Linked DNA regions of Gasterosteus aculeatus: region 2 is linked to region 1. Evidence: chromatin contacts called from public Hi-C data. All regions are on one chromosome and are shown on one strand. The core of a region is the stretch at or near the end of the contact, and the rest is flanking DNA. Distances in the headings are between cores, read along the strand shown. Region 1 holds the start of LOC120824463. Region 2 overlaps LOC120823898 (tumor protein 63).

Region 1 (6,268 bases), core at 775-3,274:
TAATAATAATAATGAGAGTCAATGAAAACGTAAATCAGAGGGGATGTTGGTTGAGAGCCAGGACCAGGTTTTGATACCTTGGCTGCAGGAGGTCTGCCGGATCCGTGGAGCTCGTTGTGTCTCAGCAGGCTGCCGACGTCCTTTTCCTCCTCGTTGTTGTAGTTGTCGAAGCGAACGCGGCAGCGTTGACCCTTGACCCACAGAACGACAGCCGGATAAACCAGACCGTCCTCTGAGAACACGGCCCGACACACCGAACCAGGTTTCCAGTCCTGAAACACGCAGAGAGCTTTGCTAGGTGTCCTCAAGGGACACGAGAACAGCATCCAGGTGTTGAAAACCATATTTTAACGACATGTGGACACGTGCAAACATGTTAGGGACATAGACTCCATTGTTGGGGAGCTTTTGTAAAAACAGCCATTAAATAAATTCAAGGGGATTTCTCGTCTTAATAGTCTTAACAGTTTCATTTCAGGGACGTCGTCTGGTAAACGGTACCTTGGAGTTCTGTGTCGCTGGTTGCGGCACCACAGCCACTGGACTTGTGAGCGCGCTCACATCCACGTCCTCCTGGTTGCCGTAGCCGTTGAAGAAGACTCTGCAGCGCTCTCCGTCCACAGACAGCACCGTCGCCGGGTACACCCGCCCGTCCTCCGACCACACCGCCCGACACTGAGACCCCATCACCCACTGAGAGACAGGGACACTACTGCTGAAGCCAATCGGTCAAATAGTCCGGCTGGGAATTATCGCAGCAGGTTTTATACTACGAAGGCAAAAGATGAGATGAGGCAAAAATACTAAAACTATGATGCCGATACATTAAATACACACAATATTTTCTACAAAATACAAAGTCTTGGTCCAGTTTTCCACATGAAAATCGTTTTATAAAACACACCCTCACCTTTGACTCTTTAATGGAGGATTCAGCTGCAGGTTGACGAACCGTCTGCCCTTCCTGCCTTCCATCTGGTTGTCCGTTTGTCTCTTCAGCCTGCTGTCGGTCTTCCTGTGTGTCCTGCTGTCGGTCTTTCTCTCCGTCCCTCTGTGTGTCCTGCTGTCGGTCTTTCTCTCCGTCTCCCAGTGTGTCCTGCTGATTGTCTTTCTCTCCGTCCCTCAGTGTGTCCTTCTGCCCGTCTTCCTCGGTGTCTCTCTCTTCAGCCTGCTGTCTGTCCTCCTGCTCTGGTTTCTCTGTGCCGTCCGTCTCTTCTGGCGCTGCAGGTTCTGTCGGTTCAACATGCTGCCATCCAGAATTAGAAAACACTACAATATCCGCGTTGTACTAAAGGTAAAAAACGAGGCCCATCGGATTCTAATTAAATTGGGCAAGTTTGTGCTGTCATTTGTGGGTGCAAAGTGTCAATTGTTAGAACCATGTTAATTTTTTTTTATTCTAACAATTTAATTTGATATCAGATGTGGTGTTTTTTAATCTAGTATTAAAATTGGCCGACGTTTGAATAGTTTGGTAAACTGCTCTCTTTCATGTGAAACGTTGACACATAAACTATTTGTTTCATTGGCATAAAAACTGTAAAATTAAATAACAAAACACACCTGCAAAAATTCCAAAGGGTTTTCAAAAGTTTCTATGAGTGAAGTTTCGTGTGTAACGGTCTCCGCCTGCGGACATGAGAGGTAACCGTTAGCATGTAGCGTTAGCTTTAAATGTAGCTAGCTAGCATGCTAACCGCAAAGTTCATACATATCTATGGTAAAGTGAGCCAACCGGCCGGTTGAGTGCGTGGTTGTTAGCTAGGCTGGTTAGTCAGTTAGTTAAGCTAGTTGATTGCTACCAGTTGAGCAGTTAACATATTTATGTTTTATAATTAAAAACTGAATATGAGAAACGAATAAAGACCGTACCGGCTCCACGGCCCCGCCGAGGACGGGATCTTCTGTCATTTCCGTCATGGCTGCCATCATCAACGGGAACAATCCGGGAAAGATTTAACGGACAAACCCATGCGTCAAGTTTACCGGATATTGGGAGGTCACTTCCGGATACACCTTTTCACAATAAATTATGCAAAATTAGTAAAAGAATATCAAAACATGGGGCGGCACGGTGGCGTGGTGGTTAGCACTGTTGCCTCACAGCAAGAAGGTCCTGGGTTCGATTCCACCCAGTGGCCTTTCTGTGTGGAGTCTGCATGTTCTCCCCGTGTCTGCGTGGGTTCTCTCCGGGTTCTCCGGCTTCCTCCCACAGTCCAAAGACATGCTCTGGGGATCAGGTTAATTGGGGACTTTAAATTGCCCGTAGGTGTGTGAATGTGAGTGTGAATGGTTGTATGTCTCTGTGTAGCCCTGCGATTGGCTGGCGACCAATCCAGGATGTACCCTGTCTATCGCCCGAAGTTGGCTGGGATGGACTCCAGCCCCCCCGCGACCCTGTGTGCAGGATAAGCGGTTTGACAATGGATGGATGGATGGATGGATGGATATCAAAACATGTTATGGGAAAGAAATGTCCCAAAACACAAATGTCATGGATATGAAGTCAAATTATAATGGATCAAATAGTTTTTATATATATATATATATATATATATATATATATATATATATATATATATATATATATATACATATATATATATATATATATATATATATATATATATATATATTTATTTTTTTATTTAAAAAAAAAATCTAAATATGTATGAGAATGTCATTGAATGTCCAAACATCCAAACAAGCCATAACATATCAGTTAGTTAATGTTATAGGACAAAAAGTTTGATTGTATTAGTTTGAACAATTTAATTTAAAAAAACTATAATAGTTCAAAAAAACAAAAATAATATTAGGCCAAAAAATCAAAATGGTAACTGAACAAAAACACAAAAATTAGTTTGGTTGAGAAATGAACGAACTGTGACTGAGAAAAAAAGCCAAAATAGGTCTTAAAATTTGTGAAAAAAAAGTCTAAATAAATGAAGTGGAAACATTTGATGGAAAAAAGTGTGGACGTAATAGATCAAGAAATATTGTTGAAAAATGTCAAAATAGGTCAAGAAATGTGTTGTATTTTGTTAAAACCTTGCTAGTATCCCAAAGCACCTCGTTAAAATAAAGTTATCTGATTAAGCGTGATCCAACGCTTTGACCCTGCTTTAACCACACTGATGACGACATCAACGCGTCACACGCGTTGATGTCGTCAGCTCTGATTCCTTTTAATATGAAACAACAAACAGGATCGATTTCAGAGACAAACCGGCAGCTTAAAGTCTGCAGGAACGAACTGAAAATAAAATCAGGAGGAAGCTGCTTAAAATGCAAAGTTGACATTCAGCAGCAGAGTGTGTCGACTTTCAAGGCTTTTTAGGACGTGTGAGATGGAAATGATGCCGAGAGGAAAAACTGCAGACTGCAGACGAGTGTCAAACCAGCAGGAGGGTTCACACACACACACACACACACACACACACACACACACACACACACACACACACACACACACACACACACACACACTAAAACATCAGATCTGTGTATTGTGAAATAAAAGGTTTAATTAGTCCGTTTGTGGATTCTTGGATTCACATCTGGGTCTAAATCTTGCCTCTTTAAAATGGCATTATTGAACCCTTAAAACAGCCTTGATGCTTTCAATTTGAAACTTTAATAGTCTCCTGAAAATGTATCTTAACCTTAAACGTCCGTAGATTTTAAGCTTTAAAAGAAGGAGACCTTTATTTCCCCTTTTAACACATTAAACTCTTAAACTCTGTATGAATGAAAAGCCTTTCAAAGTAAAGATAAATAAAAAGTAGAAACACACTTGGCTCACAGAAACTTCTTTTGTCTTTTATCATCACGGAAGCAGCGACAGTTTCTGAAACCTGAAAGATGTTTAATTCTAGTTTTACATTTTAAGGAACTGAACTAATATTATTCTGTAAAATGTATTGTTCTTTAGGGATGGTTTTCTGTCCCTTCATTAAACTTCCTTTTGTTAACTTAATAAAATCAGTGATTGACGACCCGCTGATCAGTGATCAATCGACCCATCGACACCTCGTAGCAGACGGATGAGACGCTTCACGCGACGATTCCTTGACTTTCCTCTCCAACTTTCTTTTACTCTTGAAAACTTTCTTTTAAACTATTTTTTTAAGAAGCAATACTTTATCATTAATATGCTCCCCTTTATTACCATAAAATCACAATCTTTCTATAATAAACTTCATTTACATCATGAAGCCTCTGAGCATTTAGATCTAAAAGTACATTTTGTCCGTATTAAGTGTATTTGTTTATAAAGTAATACTCTAGTATTTAAATTCTTTAAACTTTAACCTGATACGTTTACATATTTCTATATATTTTAGCTTCGCACCTTTAAGGTTTTTTCACTTGGTTGAACTGAATGTTTTTAAGATCAAACTCTCAAATGTTATGGACATTTTTATTTGATTTACTTCAAGTATTTGTTTTCTGTATCTTTTTGGTTCTAAATTAATCGTTTAAAAGTTTCCATCAGATGATTATTTCTTCCCTCATCGTTAATCAGGAGTTTATCACCAAGGGATAGAGATTTAGGTATTGATCACTTATTGTTTTCATCAGAGCAGCACAAGGTCATGTGATCAGCCCTCATCATCATTGTGATTGACTGCTAACAGGCTTCATCAATAATCAATCTCACCTTTCACGTCTCCTTCAGAGTTCACATTGAAGGGTCTTTTGTGTCTTTTACTTGTATTGAAAAGGTTCAATAATGTGTTTTTATTGTGGTTAACAAGCTTGTGACCAAAAAACAAACACTTTAATATATGAACAATTTTAAAAACAAGGTATTGTAAATGTTTACAATATTCAATGTGGGTCATGTTTACAATAACGTTATAAAAATGTTAAACCTTTATTTTAAATCAAAAGTTTACTATCAAGACAAACCCGAATAGTTTAAGATCCCCGTAAACTTGAACAGAGCAGCAAAGTTGCTTAACCTTTAACTTTATGGCTTCACATCAAAAGAAGGATGTTTTACGGTGAGAGAAAAGTGTTCTACTTTCCTTTGTAGTTTTAATGATAAACTGTGAAGAACGCGGAGTTAATAAAAATAATAAACTGTATGATTTTGTTGAGAATTCAAGGAGAAAAATAACACAATTGTACATTTCAACCGAAATGTTATTATTTAAAAACATTTCCACTCATAGTTACTGACGGTCTTAAAATCCTCCTGTAGGAACCGGATCAGACCAGCAGGTGGCAGCAGAGAACCAGGCGAGGATTTTAATCTCTACTTTACCCCCAACTTCAACTAATAACTTCCTATTTTATAGATTATGAAATCTGAATGAATTTGTAAAATAAGTGTTGTAAGAGTCAGACTGAATGGAAGATCATGTCCGAATTAAATACAATAATACAGCAGATTTAATTTAAACGCCGTATGAAGATCAGAGTGAAAGAAACATGAAATTAGAAATGAATCTAAATGTTGCCTTCAGGCTTCATTCGTTGTTCAGGTTGACGAAACATTATTTATGTTGAAAATGGAAACTTTCCTTCACCAAACAGAGACTCACCTCTTGTTTAAATGCACTTATTGTAAGTCAATTTGGATGAAAGCTGAACGCTAAACCCAGAAACCAAACCCCCCCGCATCAGAACCAGTTCCTCAGCGTGCCCCGACATGTCCTCCTGGTCCCGCTGCTGCAGCGTCACTGCGGGGCCGCAGGGGGGCGCCGGACGCGTGTGAACATGCGCGTGCGTCTGTCTGTGCTTGTGATGAAGCGCATTTACTCGAAATAAAAGCGTTGCACCAATGGTTTTATGTTATGATTATGTTACCAGTCAGCCCTCTGGTCCCGGTTCTGGTCCCGGTTCTGACCGTGTCAGAAACAATAACCACGAGTGCGTCTCGCGACTTTCCCCTCGTGCGTATCGACGCGCTTTTTCCATCTTTTATTTTTAACCCATGTTGCACAACCTGCTGCCCGCGAGCCACGTAACAGTCCAACACGAGGCCGGTCACCTGCTGCAGCTTCATGGAGGCGGTGCAGAGGGAAGAAGTGCGTAGAAGGTGCAGGTGGAAGGAGCAAGGTGAAGGAGAAGAGAGGAGGTGCAGCGAGAAGGAGCAGAAGCTGGAAATTCCGCCAGTCTGAAATAACTCCGTAAACAAACCTGGAGGGTGTGAAAACCGGGAGGAGGAGGAGGAGGGGGAGGAGGAGGGGGGGGGGGGGGGAGAGAGCGGGGGTTTCTCCGAAACCACCCACGTGGGATCTCCAGCGTGTGCTGCGCA
Region 2 (6,434 bases), core at 1,101-3,600, 91 kb after region 1:
TTTTTATTATATTATAAAAACATTCAAAAGAAGCCAAACAACATCTGACTGTTATTTCGGTCCTTTCGCCCGCTGAAGACATTTCACTTTGTCCCGGAAAGACTCCTCTGTGGGTTCCACTCAGAAGGTCCCTCATCTAATCCGTGCAGATCTGTGCCAAAACTCCAGGATGTGAGCCGCTGGTGGACTGGTCCTCTGGTGGACTGGTCCTCTGGTGGACTGGTCCTCTGGTGGACTGGTCCTCTAGTGGTCTGGTCCTCTGGTGGTCTGGTCCTCTGGTGGTCTGGTCCTCTGGTGGTCTGGTGGACTTGTGGTCTCCTTCTCTGGCGTTCTAATGTTCTGACGGTCAGCTGGTCGGACGTCTCCCTGTGCACGGATCTTTTTTGGAGACCTGCAGGATCCTCCTCAGGACTTAGTGGACAGTTGCTTTTCTGATGACTGTCTCAGATTGAGACACACCTAATCTGCAGCCCACACCTTAACCTCTTCCTGTCTGGGACGAGAGTGACACACACGCACACGCTCAGCATTTCCCAGAAGGCTGCTCCCACCCGGCTTCCTCGTGGGCACTCCTTCTTCTCTGTGAACTCCCTCTGAACGCAGCGCATGCATCCATGCTTCTGTTGTGCTTCTGAAGTTGTGTGTGTGTGTGTGTGTGTGTGTGTGTGTGTGCAGAGGAATGTCAGAGCAGCAGGGATTACAGTAATGGATGGAGGGCCTGCAGATAATGCTCGTGTAAATAGCGTGTGGCTCTCGGCTGAACCCGTTGCTCTGAGAGTGGGCTCCGTCTTTTTCACAGACTTAAGCTCCGTGGTCGCATCTCACATTGCGCCGCAGGAGGGGGTGGAGGTGGAGGTGGAGGTGGAGGAGGAGGAGGAGGAGGAGGAGAGCATTTGCATTGCTCAAAGAGAAGAGTGTTCCAGCGAAAGGCGGCAAGACGCAGCTTGTCGCTGGAACATCTGCGGGCCCGTCCCACGCCTCACGAGATGGAGCCGAGACTTGTTTGTGTCAGAGCGCCTGTCCCGACTCGCCCGGGAGACGGAGCCCTGAGAGCCGCACGGGGGAATTTATTCTCCTTCTTTTCCTTCTTTTTTTTTTTTTTTTATGAGCCGGGCTGAGGAGGAGATCTTCATCGTCGAGGTGGAAAAAAAAAAAAAAATAGCTGTGTGATCTGAGAGCAGCAGCAGTGATTCACCGCGACGCGCTGCAGTTGTGTAAATAGAGAAGCGAAGATGTGAGAACGTCATCGTCTCTCAGCTCTCAAACCGACCGCGTGTTATGTTTGCGTGCAGACATCAGGTGCTGAACTAATAACTAATATCCTGGGCTCTAACAGCCTTCATCTTCATCACAGATCCACCTATCAGGCGATCCGCGAACGCGTCACGTGGGATTTCTGACCGAAAGTCACCGAAACGCAGCCCGGATTGTGAGAGTGAAGTTTTGTTTAAAATCCCGCCCCCAAATAAAGACAGATTATGTTAAAAAAGAGCTCCTGAGCGAGGATCCATTGAGACAGACTCTCCTCAGTGTGTGAAACACGTTAGAATCCATCGTCTCCCGATGTTTGTAAAATCGTTTTTCTGCAGCACTTTTACATTGCAGTGAAAATCAAGGTCACAGAGACAGAACGCTCCCTAAACCCTCGCCGGGGGGGGGGGATTCAGGGGGTTAAACCCGCGTGTTTGACTCTCGGCCCGTCGGTGTTCAGGTGTCACCGCCCTCGCAGAAAAGGTCGCGCTCCTCCCCTCCGCCTCGGCGTTGCACCAGGGGCAGGTGTCTCACCTCCGTCCTCCGAGTGAAGCAACTGTTGAATGAGACAGATCAGGGAGAAGCTCCGGGCGTGACGGGACACGCCAGGAATGAAGAGGACAAGACCGGAGGCGCCAAACGGCGCTTGTTTAAGGCCCTCCGTGTTTGTCGGGACTTGACTGGAGCATGCGCCCGCAGCGCCTGTCAGCCGCGGAGGAACGCCACAGCGCCGGGCCTGCCCCGACCTGCGGCGCACGGGAAGTGTGTGTGTTTTGTGCGTGTTGGAAAGTGGCCACGCACACATGCACGGCAGTGGAGGCATTAATAGGAGGACGTCCTGCAGCCGTGGGGGGGGTCGGGGGGTCGGGGGTTCGCCTCCTCCTCCCCCTCGCCTAGTCACGTGCGTGTTTTCCCTGCAAACACGCTTTCGGGCGGTTGTGTGATGGAGCGGCTCCGCATTGTGCCGCCGAGTGTTTGCAGTTCACATTGTGACCAATGAAAGGCTCATAATTACATGTTAACACCTGAACGCACCGCGCCCTGTGTGAGCCACTGAATCCCATCAGTCAACCCGCTGTCCTCCGCCCTGAACGCTCCAGCAGCGCATAGCTGAGTGTGTGTTTAAAGTTTGTACCCCGAGGGTTGGGAGGGAGTCGTGTGTGTGTGTGTGTGTGTGTGTGTGTGTGTGTGTGTGTGACTGTAGGATTATGATCTAAACAAACCTCTCTTCTCTGATTAGATCTCTGATTCTGCCTTAAAGCAGCCTGTTGCTGAGCGTCTTCACCTCCTCCTGCTCCTCCTCCTCCTCCTCTCTGTGCTCGTCTCCACCTCATTTAGCTGAGTGACGGAGGCACACGGGGTATCAGGTTAGGAGCAGCTCCAACCATCCATCTTAGGCTTTTCTTTTCTTTCCCGAAGCTGCTTTGATTTCAGACAACAGTCAGTTCAATGTCTCAAAGCATCACATCGTGTGACGGGAACGCGTCCTTAAAGCATCTAAACATGGCCGCCGCCTTCACAGTGCAGATCAAAAGAACATATGACCGCATCGATATAATCACAGGACCTCCCTGTTGGTCTCTTGTATTAAGGAAAATTCTTTTCACGAGGAGTGTCTTTCTATAGCAAGTTTATTGCTTATTTAATGAAATGGCACTTTTCTTGTTTCTTGTTCTTCTGGGTTTGTATCTGTATGGTTGAAATGCACTTATTGTAAGTCGCTTATGATAAAAGGGTCAGCTAAATGACATGTCATGTAATGTAAAGTAATGTAATGTAAAGTAAAGTAACGTAATGTAAAGTAGGAGCTCCTCATTTTAGTGAGTTTAGTCACACGACCGACATGTTGAAGACACTTCAGCTGAAGAGGGTCAAAGAATTAAAGATTCATCACTACGTGAAGACGAAGACTTTTATAGTTATTATAAAAGATAATCGGTATAAACTTTACCGTTAATTTATGGGAATTATTGAAGTAAACGTCTTCTATATTTTGGTCTGAAAGAAGACTTGTTTGGGAGACAAAACAAGTCTTCAGTTTAGTGAAAATCTCTTCTGGTCTTCACCCTCGATCAGGACATGAAGAACTTGTCTTGTCTCTCCACGACGTGGACAAAAGCTACAGCACGAATTCGATCGTCTATGGAGCGTTGACACGGCTCTCCGCCTGCTGTCCGTGGGTTAGCTGGAGAGGAAACACCGGTTCATCTCAGAACCAGAACCTGAGGTGGTCTCCTGCTCGTTGAGCCCCGAGCTGAAGAAGGTGTCATTCGAGGGGTTTATTTGGGGGGACAGAAGGGCGCTGGAGACGGACCCCGCGGGGGCCCCCCCGTGATGAGAGGCAGGCCGGGAGATGAAAGCCAGGCCCCCGGTGTAATTGCGGCCGGAGGGTCCACTTTACGGCCCTCAAAGGAAGCCCCAGAGGCCGCGGTTCCACGCCGGCGTCTTTACGGACGTGCTAATCACAGCCCTGCGCTCCGGGCGGCAGCTGTTCACCGCGTCTGACGCCTTTCTCCCTCTCCCCCAGTACTCCACGGACCTCAAGAAGCTGTACTGCCAGATCGCCAAGACCTGCCCCATCCAGATCAAAGTGCTGACCAACCCGCCGCAGGGCGCCGTCATCCGGGCCATGCCCGTCTACAAGAAGGCGGAGCACGTGACGGAGGTGGTGAAGCGCTGCCCGAACCACGAGCTCAGCCGCGAGTTCAACGACGGTCAGTGTCACTGTTGGGAAGGAGGACGGCGTTGTGTCTCCGGGGGGGAATCGTGGGGGTCGTTTTTTTATTGACATCGGTCGCTGCTTCCAGGTCAGATTGCTCCTCCCAGTCACCTGATCCGCGTGGAGGGAAACAACCACGCCCAGTACGTGGAGGACTCCATCACTGGGAGACAGAGTGTCCTGGTTCCCTATGAACCGCCTCAGGTGAGCGTCCCGCTGTCCCCTGAGGACGCTTTTAGCTTCAGCTCAGTTGCTCGTCTTTTAGAGGGCGGGGCCTCGCGGTTTCATCCGCTCAGCCAATCACAGCGGGAGGAAGAGGTCCAGTGAACGTTAGTTGGTAGTTGTGTTTGTATTCTGTCTCAATGAAAGAGACAGAAAAAACGGGATCTGAACCGGGGTCAACCCGTCGCCTGTCCGTCCCTCCGCTGACGCGTCTCACCGTCCCCGTCCTCCTCCCTCAGGTCGGGACAGAGTTCACCACCATCTTGTACAACTTCATGTGCAACTCCAGCTGCGTGGGCGGGATGAACCGACGCCCCATCCTCATCATCGTCACCCTGGAGACCAGAGAGTAAGAGACGCGCCGTCCTCGCACCCCACGTCCCACCGCGGGTTTCTAATCCCTGGGTTGCGTCTTACCTCCCTGTCTTTCTGTCCTCAAAGCGGACAGGTACTCGGCCGTCGGTGCTTCGAGGCCCGGATCTGCGCCTGCCCCGGCCGAGACCGCAAGGCCGACGAGGACGGCATCCGCAAGCAGCACGTGACGGACGCCACCAAGGGCGGCGACGGTACGTCCCCGGGGCGGCGGCGGTGGTGAAGGTGCCGGTGGGCTCTTTCTCTCACCCGCTCGCCCTCGCTCACTGGTTTCCGATCCCCTGTGATCACATGACCGGCTGGACTCACCCTCCTCCCTCTCTCTCTCACCTCCTCTCAGGCTTCCGCCAGGTGTCTCACGGCATCCCGATGTCCACCATCAAGAAGAGACGCTCCACGGACGAGGAGGTCTTCTGTCTCCCGGTGAGTTGTCCCTCCGACGACGTTTTTTTAGGGGGTTTTTTAACACTCGCCAAACGTTTGAGCGCCGCTGACCCCGGCGCCGCCGTCTCCTCCTCCCCCAGATCAAAGGACGGGAGATTTATGAGATCCTGGTGAAGATCAAAGAGTCTCTGGAGCTCATGCAGTTCCTGCCTCAGCACACCATTGAGTCGTACCGGCAGCAGCAGCAGAACCTGCTTCAGAAACAGTGAGTATGGTTCATCCTTCATCGTCTTCATGGGGGACATCTCCAGGTTCCCCCGTCCAGGTCCGTCTCCTGGGTCCAGCATATAGTCGTTGTCTTCACGGCGTCTCTCGTTGGACCTTTTGAAGCCTCGAGCTCGGCATGTTGGCCGTTGGAATCGTGGTGTTTTTGCAGGAATGAGGAGGGATGTAGAGACGCCGTGTACGTCTCTGGTAGATATAATTTACTAGATGAACATCACGCTGTGTTGAAGAAGACGTGAAACTAGAGACTGAGACCATAAACTCATGTTTACAATGTTTACTGAGGGAATAAATCGAGAGAGTAAATCAATAAATCAATAAAGAGAGAAGTAGAGTCATTTCCTCATAGACGTCTATGGGAGCAGAGGAGTCGCCCCCTGCTGGTCACTACAGAGAAGTAGAGTCATTTCCTCATAGACGTCTATGGGAGCAGAGGAGTCGCCCCCTGCTGGTCACTACAGAGAAGTAGAGTCATTTCCTCATAGACGTCTATGGGAGCAGAGGAGTCGCCCCCTGCTGGTCACTACAGAGAAGTAGAGTCATTTCCTCATAGACGTCTATGGGAGCAGAGGAGTCGCCCCCTGCTGGTCACTACAGAGAAGTAGAGTCATTTCCTCATAGACGTCTATGGGAGCAGAGGAGTCGCCCCCTGCTGGTCACTGCACAGAATGCCGCTTCCAAGACACGAATCGTTGACCTCACTCTTCAGAACCGGACGTTATCTCCTGGTTCTGAAAGGAGATTTGTGCTTCAGTGATGGACAGCTCGGAGCTGGTGCATGCTGGGAGGTTTTGAGCGGTGTGTTTTCTCTCTCCCGCGGTGACGCAGCTCTGTTAAGGTGAAGCTCTCAAACGCCGACGGCGACGCCTTCGAGTGCCTTGCCAGGTTTTTGAACAACAACAGCACAAAGTCCGCTCCTCATCCTCGTCCAATTAAAACGCCCACTTCATTGTGAGGAGGAGATGTGTTTAAGTGATAGTTTGTCAGGCGGTGATGATAATTGTTGTTATGTTCGCGTTTCCCATTAGGAGGCACAGCGTCTCATTTACTGTTTTGTTTCCCGCCGAGCATCGAATGTTGATGTAAACGAGCATTTAGCAGATATTTAATTAATCGGGTTTCAGTGGGTTAGTTGATCTGATAACAGGAGACACTGCGAATGAAACGTGTCACTGGTAGATATCAGCGTTTTGATTACTGA

Evidence for each region. A called contact is a pair of places that touch in the nucleus more often than the background predicts.
Region 2: a contact with region 1 is called in a Hi-C map of skeletal muscle, with 9 times the contacts expected there. The contact joins the enhancer-like site here to the promoter of LOC120824463 in region 1. A contact is called at or near these places in 3 of 6 Hi-C or Micro-C datasets (skeletal muscle and tail fin).

What each region holds. Positions count from the first base shown.
Region 1 is chr8:20,736,171-20,742,438 of fGasAcu3.hap1.1, forward strand. LOC120824463 reads right to left here and starts at 2,025. Exons shown (of 10, transcript XM_040185352.2): 1 at 1,873-2,025; 2 at 1,564-1,629; 3 at 911-1,246; 4 at 502-693; 5 at 78-272. The coding sequence starts at 1,932. It overlaps LOC120824312 (growth arrest and DNA damage-inducible protein GADD45 beta), which reads left to right and starts at 5,950. Exons shown (of 4, transcript XM_040185039.2): 1 at 5,950-6,268.
Region 2 is chr8:20,826,656-20,833,089 of fGasAcu3.hap1.1, forward strand. LOC120823898 (tumor protein 63) reads left to right here. Exons shown (of 12, transcript XM_040184361.2): 3 at 3,779-3,965; 4 at 4,059-4,174; 5 at 4,432-4,541; 6 at 4,634-4,758; 7 at 4,905-4,987; 8 at 5,089-5,213. Among protein-coding and RNA genes, the nearest start is that of LOC144411494, 4.3 kb to the left of the region's middle. Within about 2 kb of position 2,351, at least 2 of the 9 cell types and tissues checked have open chromatin away from gene starts, as enhancers often do.